2 separate regions of the Mus musculus genome follow, and region 2 is linked to region 1. The links are chromatin contacts, called in public ChIA-PET maps. All regions are on one chromosome and are shown on one strand. The core of a region is the stretch at or near the end of the contact, and the rest is flanking DNA. Distances in the headings are between cores, read along the strand shown. Region 1 overlaps Ect2l (epithelial cell transforming sequence 2 oncogene-like). Region 2 holds the start of Ccdc28a (coiled-coil domain containing 28A).

Region 1 (4,426 bases), core at 1,730-4,229:
TGGTGGTTAGGCACGAGCCAGGGCGTGAGTGTGGAGATTGGACAACACCTCGTGGGAATTGGTATCTTACTGCATCACGTGGGTCCAGGTGGTTGAATTCAGGTAGTGAGGCTTGCCAGCAAGTGCCTTTACCTGGGGCCTTTTCTTGACCCTTTTATTTTTCTTAAGCATTCATACAAAAGAGCTTAGAATACTTGCCTCCAGTGTACGAGGGCCTGGGTTCAGTCCCCAGAGTGGGAGAAATGAAAGCTATGAAGTGAAGTATATATTGGGGATTGAAATGAGTGGCTGTAACAGTAACAGAACCATCAAATTTTGGTTATTTATTCAGTGTTTCTTTTTAATCTTCTTATTCCTGTAGTCTTTCTCCTCCCAAATGTAAACATAATAAATATGAAAAATATACATCACTTAACTGCTTGAAGTCTGGGGCGAACTCTACTGTATTTGTAGAACAGTACTTTTTCTCATGACAGAGGCTATGGTTCTGGTCTGTCTGTTTGTTTGTTTTACAGTCTCTCTCTTTCTTTGTTGAAATCCTCATTTTCATATGTTATCTTCTGGTCCCAATTTCCCCTCCTCCAGCTTCTTCCCATCTTCTCCCCTCCCCCACCCCAGCTCCACTCCCATTCTTTCTCTTGTTTGTTTTTTTTTTTTTAAAGATTTATTTATTATATGTAAGTACACTGTAGCTGTCTTCAGACACACCAGAAGAGGGTGTCAGATCTCATTACAGATGGTTGTGAGTCACCATGTGGTTGCTGGGAATTGAACTAAGGACCTCTGGAAGAGCAGTCAGTGCTCTTAACCGCTGAGCCATCTCTCCAGCCCTAGAGTGATTATTTATTTATTTATTTATTTATTTATTGTTTTTCGAGACAGGGTTTCTCTGTCTAGCCCTGGCTGTCCTGGAACTCACTTTGTAGACCAGGCTGGCCTCGAATTCAGAAATCTGCCTGCCTCTGCCTCCTGAGTGCTGGGATAAAAGGTGTGCGCCACCATGCCCGGCTCCTAGAATGATTTTTAAAGGAATTTTATAATCACTAAGATTTTATTTATTTATTTAGCTTCTTAAACCATCCCTCTGGCCAGTCTTCCTCCTTTTAACAGGAAGTGTCTTTATCCCTCCCTTATGAAGTTTCTCCAGGACATGACACTCATGTTTCAGCAGGCCTCAAGGTTCCTGCTGGTGTCTACTTTTCTGCCCCGCCCCCTCCTCCCCCCCCCCCCCCACCTGCTTGACTAAATTGACCTTTGAAGGCCGCTGGGCTGTTTGTCTCTGTCACACTTGGAGACACCTTCGAGGGCTGTGAATTGCTCTCCTTGCTGCACTGGTGAGACCGGTTTTAAATTGCTTCTGCACAGCTGCGTCTGCTGCTGCGTTGCCTTCTTACAAAGGCCTTTCATTCCAGAATTGGAGAAGTTTAAACTTGTAGCCTTCTTGGGTGGGTGTGGCAACATTCATGCAACTGCGTTTTCGGGCGGTGGGGGAGGGGAGGGACAGAAGAAAGAAGGAAGGTCACGAGTAACCCAAGAGATCTTACGTCTGGTCACCCGTCTTCACCAGAGCAGAATGGACGTGGGGGTGGGCAGGGGCAGGACAACGCACGCATCCCTGTATACTAAGAACACCCATGTCCTCTCTAATCCACTCACTTACTCTTTCCGTGTGGCCCCTGCAAGCCGTTGGGTGAGGAAATCTCACTTGGTGTAGTCTGTCAAGAAACCTGGCTGTGAAGTTTTTCAGAGACAACATACTTCCAGCTTCAATTAGAGCCCAGCGCAGCAGCATCTCCTTGAGTTTGGAAACTCATTTTAAAGGAGAGCATTTGCACGTGGCAATGGGACGTTGTTTTAAGAACAAGCATCGCCCAGGGATGGTATAACACCAAAGCAGAACGAGAACAGACTCTTCAGGACCTTGCTAGCGCCATCACTGCTGTGGGCTTTGTCACCAGGGAAGGATGCGACTTGAACTGAAGACATGGGCAAGGTAAAAATTCTAGCCAAGGACAGAGCAGAGTGGCTGGAAATCACCATGAGGCGAGGGGATTCTGTCTAAACGAAGCTAGCAGGCTCCTGCTGGAGACAGGCAGAAGATCAGACACCTTCCCTCCCCTCTTCCTCCAAACACCGAAGGATCAGGAACCCGATCAGATTTCCAGGGTGATCAAGTATCAAGCGTTGGGATTTGTTCTGAAATGACTTAGCAATGTTCTTTGCTAAGACTAGATTCTACCAAGGAGCCCACCCAGATGGACAAAGGAGAAGGCTCGGGAGCTGAGAAGGTAGAACTTTGTCAGAAAAGGAGCAGGCAGTGTTCAGAGACAAGGCGTACCTCTGTACTGCCAACTATTGTATCTGGACAGGCAGAGAGTCTGGAAGTTTGGGTCATTTTGTCTCTTCCTTCCCACTAAGGACCATGTTCTGAGCATCCGCCAACGCTCTACACCATTAGAGCAATCATAAAATATCCTCATTCACGGCTGAGACGTTTTGTAGGGATTGATGAAGCTATTAAAAAACCTGCAAGTTTATTTATCTATATTTATTTTATATATATATGGGTATGTTTACCTGCATATATGTTTGTGTACTACAAATGTGTATTGCCTTCAGAGGTCCCAAGAGGGTATTGAATCTTCTGGGACTGGAGTTACAGGCATTTGTGAGTCACCACGTAGGTGCTGGGAACAGAGCCTGTCCCTTTGTAAAAGCACTCAGAGCCCTTAACCACTGAGCCATCTCTCTAGGCTCCTCCCAAACAAGAAATGGTTAAGTTTAAAAGCAAAGGGGAAACCAGACTCCTGAAGCTGTCGTGTAGGGGGAGAGGTGGAGACCAGTGGACGTGTTAAGCAAGTCTTGCATGGAAGTTCTCAGTCCCTACATTCTCAGTGGCTCAGTTCTATTGTGTTTAAAGTCTCCCTGAATCACGTAGAACCACCACACACGTGATGTTATCACCTACGGTACCTTGTTTGTCTAAACTGCTCTTATGTCGAGAGCTAGCCGCAGTACATCTCCAGTGTACAGGAGAGTGTGATTGATGTGGAAGGCAGGAAACTGTTGTGGGAAATATTTAAAAGAATGGCAAGTTCCCGAGCTACACCCAGCTACTCTCCGCCCTGTGGTCTCGAGCCGCCTCTAGCTAGGCAGTCTTCCCTTCTTCAGTTTGCCAGCCTCCTAGCCTCCTGTACCTTCTCAGCCATAAACCCCTGTGGCTGATGGTCCCAAATTCCAGTAACCCAGTAAATCAAAACTCTAGAATCTTATAATGAATCAGTCAGATTTATATATCAATACATTCTCAATTCACAAGATGCCCACACAGTAATTTCAGAGACAATTAATGATACAAGCGGTCCACCTAGATTAGACAAATTACCCCAGTTATTCTATCCTCCTCTTATAGTCACAGCTACCTGTGGCTACTTAAAGCCACACAGAATCTGGATCGTCTTCCTCCTGCTCCATCTTCCTTCCTTCCTCTACCTGTCTCCTCCTTCTCTGTCTCTGCAACTCTTATGTCTCTTTTCCATGTCCAATCACAGGCTTCTTGTTGTACTAATATATACAGTGATAGGACAGGGAAAATTCTGCTACGGAAATCGTCCCTTGTCTCTTCTCCATTTCCACCGAGGCTTTACATACTTCATTACCTTCCCACCAGAGCCATTCTGTTGTTTCTCTTTTCTCTGCCCACAATCCCACTCTGGTATTAAATGCCCGAGTATTGCTGATTACTGCACACCCAGGGGCCTGAAGGTTGAAGGCATCTCAGGATTGGATTGAATTCATTCCTGAGAGTGTTTGGTGGAAGAGAGGCCCTTTTGACAGTAATTCTGCCCAAGAGATGTTAGCAATGTCTGCAGAGTTTCTCGGGGTGCTTCCCCCCCCCCATCTTATACTTTAGCAGGAGCGTAAGGATGTGCATGGGCCCTCTCCCACCCCATGGTCTCTGTTGTGTGAAGATTTATTGCTCAAATTAGTCCTTGGGGAAAACATTTCAGGGGACAAGACGGAGGAGCACAGGTTGAGGATGACAAAGTTGAAATGTAGGAATCCTGGCCCCGTGATGACATCATCGAGTCCTAAGTTTTGAAGCTGCCCTGATTAGGGAGTCTAAGTTGTCTTGGGTCATCTGAGCTCTCCAGAATGAGGCAAAAAGCATTTAGCAGTCACACAGATGTGAAAGAGCCCATCAGACCCACACACGTTGTCCAAGGAGTTCATCAGAGCTACGAGCTTTCCTAAAACGACCACGTGCTTATTCTGTGCTTCTAACTTGACAGCAGCAGCAGCAGAATCTGCCCTAATGGCTGCTGCTTCGTCCATGGGAGTCAGGTCCGCAAACACTGAACAAGTGTGTCCCATCAGACTGAAGTTTGTAAAGCACAGATCGTGAGCCTTGATAGCCACTTTGGCT
Region 2 (4,452 bases), core at 1,198-3,697, 42 kb before region 1:
CTTGGCCAACTCTTTCAGATGCTGTGGCTTCAAGGGCAGCCTAGGCAGCTGTGACACTGCACAGCTGAGATATTTATTGCACAACTGCCATTTCGTCATTTGGGGAGGCCAAAGCAGGAGAGTTCCACATTTGAGCCAACCTGGTCTATAGAAAATCCTGCCAAAAAGAGACCAGGCTGGCCTCGAACTCAGAAATCCGCCTGCCTCTGCCTCTTGAGTGCTAGGAATAAAGGCGTGCATCACCACGCCCGGCTTGAGTTTAAGATTTCTTCATTCATTAATTTAATGAGTACCCTTTTTATGTCACTCTCAACTGCTAAAGGTATGGAAATCAACACATATTTGCTCTTAAGGAAATTACAGCCTAAAGTAGTATGTTTAATAAAAGACTATAGGCGTAACAATGCTAGATGTCTAAGTCTTTAAAATGAACAGTCTCATTTTAAAGACTTTTTGGCCTCCTGCTAAAAACCTGTTACATCTTAGAGTAAAAATGAAATAGTTCCTCTGGATTCACTGTTTTGCCTCTTTTGGTGACAAAACTCATACCCAGGGCCTCAAGCATGCTGGGCCAGTGCTCCCCCAAAGTCCCACCCCAGGCCCTACTGTTTCTTCTATGACACAATACATACATTCTTGAGAAATGGCTACTCACTCACGGCTGTTTCACCTAGCGGATCCTCCTGGTACTTTCAGTTCCCAGCAGCTCTCCAAAAGCCCACTTGTCCCTTCAAGAAGTCTCTGGGGGTCCTCAGCCCTGGAGAGCTCTTCTCCAATCTCTCAGTAGTGTTTTAGAGCTCATCTCAGAGCAGAGAAGGCACCAAGTTTTACAAAGATAGCCAAACAATAGCATCGCTTTTGGGATAACTTTCCCATGTAGGTCTCAGCTCCGAAGCAAGTCAATATAGCACCACACTGTGGCCTGCTCCCAAACTGCTTTCCCTCTTTCATTCTTTCATGGCATAATTTTATAAAAGTAGAACCTAGGCCATGACATTCCTTAAAAACCAAGTTGTAGATCAATTCACAAAATACAACCATTCAGAGATGCCAAACAGGAGAATTCCGCCTTTTCTTAAGTTCAAGTTCTTTACCCTAAAAATACCAAATTATGAAACCTAACACGTGTTCACTTTGGAAACTGGAACCATGAATGCTGTATCTGTGGGGGTTTTTTGTTTTTGTTATTTTGTTTTGTTTTTTGGTTTGTTTTTTTTAAGAATTCCAAGTTTTTGGTTTTGTTTTTCCTAATGGAAGAACATCTCATAGTATGAGTTTAAGTACTTAGTAACTCCATTTTTGCTCTGTCTCAATATAATCTCTAGACACAATTTCCTCCCTAGGTAATGGGGAGATTGAAGGACAGGGTCACCTCAATCTAAGAAAGTCGGAATCTAAAAAGTCCCATCTTCCCTCTGAGAAGGCATCCACATCAAGGAGGGAAAGGTAAGTTTTCTTTAGTTTAGGGTTGAGCCTTCTCTCTTAGCCCTCAATTCCTAATCCCGGGGATGAAGTGGGGAGTCAGGCAGCAAGTCTGATTAGCCTTTCTGAATCTCAGAATCATTTCATTTGTTTTCTTTCTTTCTTTTTTTTTTTTTTTCTTTTCGGTTTTTTCGAGACAGGGTTTCTCTTTATAGCCCTGGCTGTCCTGGAACTCACTTTGTAGACCAGGCTGGCCTCGAACTCAGAAACCCGCCTGCCTCTGCCTCCCAAGTGCTGGGATTAAAGGCGTGCGCCACCACGCCCGACCTCAGAATCACTTCTAAAACGGGGATTTTGACATTACCTTAAAGGACTGTAGTGAGGTAAAGTGGGACGAGTGACACATACCCGTATGAGAAGCGCAGGCAGGAAGATCTCAACAACATAACCGGTTCCTGAGCAGTGTCGGCTATACGAGACTTGGTCAAAAAAAGGCAAAGAAAACGAAGAAAGACTGATAGACAGACAGACAGGTACACAGAAAACCTAAACGCACTCACCCCACCCCCACCACACCCAACTGCAATGCTTGGATACTGGCTATTTACAGAATCACACTTGGCGGCACAGCATCAGGGATGCTGAACCCAATACCGCTTCTCAAGCCAAACTAAAAGCAGCCAATCCGAGGTGTGGATCCGCCGCAAGGGGACAATAGGCTCCGCCTTCGATTTGTTCGAAAGGCATGCTGGGAATTGCAGTGCATGGGGCGGTCCTTCACCGAGGTGGCTGGCCGCTTCCGGTGAGGACAATATACAGCCAGTTTCCATGAGGCCATGAGACAGGCAGAAGTGGAGTGGCCAACAACAACTCCTCTTTCCCGCAGCCGCTGGAGCCATACCTGAAGGCGGCTATGGGAAGACGGAGCCCAAAGCAGAGACGCGAGCATCGCTAAGGGACCTGGGAGAGGCGGGGCTTTTCGCCTCTCGGAGGGCCCCGCCCAGATTACGTCACTTCCGTAAACAAAGGGCGCTTGCCTGGGTTTGTGACCCAGGCAGACGAGCTGGGCTCTTGATGCAGCCCTGGCGGAGGCTTTGAACGCTCTCTTACTTTTCCTAGCCGAGGAAGGGTAACCACAGCCTTTTCTCCCTCCGGTATGTAATGGGGTAAGGGGACCCCGCAACCTGTTCATTCGAGCCCCTCAGCACCTGCTCTGGTCACCGCTGAGTGTAGATGGGTCATCGCAGGGCTGGGTTGCGGAAGGGAAATGAATGAGGCAAAGTCCAGAGGCACCTCTGGTGATTCTGGTTGGCAGCGAGGCCTGACATTCAACCGTGAGCAGTTCGTCCCCTCTGGAAAGGTCCCTCGTGTTTGTCATACAAGAAGGATTTCAGGGTCTTGTGACAGATGTTATCTTTCAGAAAAGAGGACATCGCAAGCTTGGTCCCTCGGGGACCATTGGTTTATTGGCGATGCTTTATGTATTAACTGGTTTTTGCTTTTTCCTCCTCTTTTGTTACCAAATGTGTATTAGCATCCATAGATTTGAAGGTTAGCGTGTTTATATGTATCACCAATTATACAGATCCTCATCTCTTGGAAACCTGCTCCGTCATCTTCAAAGTTTTATTTAATCTGTATTACAGCTAAACAATTCCCGAATGACTCAAGTGGATTCGCTCTTGGTATCTGAGACAAGAGACTGAATGCTGTACCCTTTTCCAAGAAAAACCCACATCAGCTAGCAAAACAAAAATAAATTACCTGTATAATTCCCGACTAATTCTTTTAGGAGTGACAGAAGTCAGTTTCAGTCTTTTAAAATAGTCATGGCAGGACTAAATTCAACACTTTTAGATTTTAAATTTTATTAGATGACTGTGTACAGGTGCACACTGTGCCCCTGGAGGCCAGAAGAGGGCACTGGATACCTTGGGACAGAAGTTACTGTCATAAGCAGCATTGTTGGGCCTGGAAATCAAAAGAGACCTCCGAAAAGAGTAGTCAGTGCTCTTAACTGCAGAGCCATCTCTTAAGCCCCACAGTATTTTTTAAACGACCAGAGATCCTGAGTTCAATTCCCAGAAACCACATGATGGCTCACAATCATCTGTAATGGGATCTGATGCCCTCTTCTGGTGTGTTTAAAGAGAGTAACACTATACTCACATACATAAAGTAAATCTTTTTAAATTCATAGTGCAGTTAACGATTTGAAGGGGGGAACAGGTATGCATTTTCTGACACTTTTTTGTGATAAATTAATAATAGAATTAAGAAAATTCAAATCGAAAGAGCTAGACTTGTGGCACATGCCCATCCTTCCAGGACTCACTCAAGAGCCGAGGGAGAAGGATCATCACAGGTTGGAAACCAGCGTGGCTTACGTAGTAATTTCTCAGCCAGCCAAGGACATAGAGCAGAATTGTTTTTCAAAAAGAAAAGGTGAAGCTGTGCACACTTTTGATGCCTTTAATCCCAGGAGGGATAGAGCTATGCCTTTAATGAGTTCGGGCCAGCTGAGTCTACAGAGCAAATTTCAGGTCAGCCAAAGCTACATAGTGACACCTTGGGGGGAGAGAGAGAGAGATATCTAGGAGTGGTGGTTAATAGCATGTAAATAAAATGTATATTATGTAAGCCTTCAAGGTGCAGCTTAGTCCGCTGGTGCCCTGATTATACATGTATTTGAGTATGGTTTAGAAGGGAGATCTAAAGGCCAGATAAAGGCCCAGTGAGGCTGAGGAGTTACATGGGCGATTTGTTTATACTGGTCACTTATATAATGGTGGCCTCTTGAGGTTAAGGGCTTTGGCTAATTCATTGCTGCTTTCCCAGGACTGACGACAGTGCCTGGCTTGTAGAAGAGAGACAGTAGATACTTAGAAGATGTGTGAATAGAGAAAATGCTTTTTAAAAAATTATTAGACAGGGCTGGAGAGATGACTCAGCGGTTAAGAGCACTAGCTGCTCTTCCAGAGATCCTGAGTTCAATTCCCAGAATTGAACATGGTGGCTCACAATCATCTG

The links. ChIA-PET counts read pairs in DNA pulled down with a chosen protein or histone mark.
Region 2: a contact with region 1 is called in an RNA polymerase II ChIA-PET map of effector CD8 T cells, with 85 read pairs. The contact joins the promoter of Ccdc28a here to the enhancer-like site in region 1. A contact is called at or near these places in 1 of 39 promoter capture datasets (macrophages), 2 of 15 datasets of contacts at CTCF or cohesin (CD8 T cells and the NIH/3T3 cell line), 1 of 484 Hi-C or Micro-C datasets (CD4 T cells), 2 of 115 datasets of contacts at active chromatin or transcription factors (effector CD8 T cells and memory CD8 T cells) and 3 of 9 other capture datasets (adipose tissue, liver and pancreatic islet).

Annotation. Positions count from the first base shown.
Region 1 is chr10:18,191,959-18,196,384 of GRCm38.p6, reverse strand. All of the region lies in intron 3 of Ect2l (epithelial cell transforming sequence 2 oncogene-like), which reads left to right. Among named protein-coding and RNA genes, the nearest start is that of Ect2l, 17 kb to the left of the region's middle. Within about 2 kb of position 2,979, at least 44 of the 459 cell types and tissues checked have an H3K27ac peak or open chromatin away from gene starts, as enhancers often do. A contact at or near this core is called in CD8 T cells, effector CD8 T cells and memory CD8 T cells, where this site is marked.
Region 2 is chr10:18,232,976-18,237,427 of GRCm38.p6, reverse strand. It overlaps Ccdc28a (coiled-coil domain containing 28A), which reads left to right and starts at 2,447. Exons shown (of 6, transcript NM_144820.4): 1 at 2,447-2,576.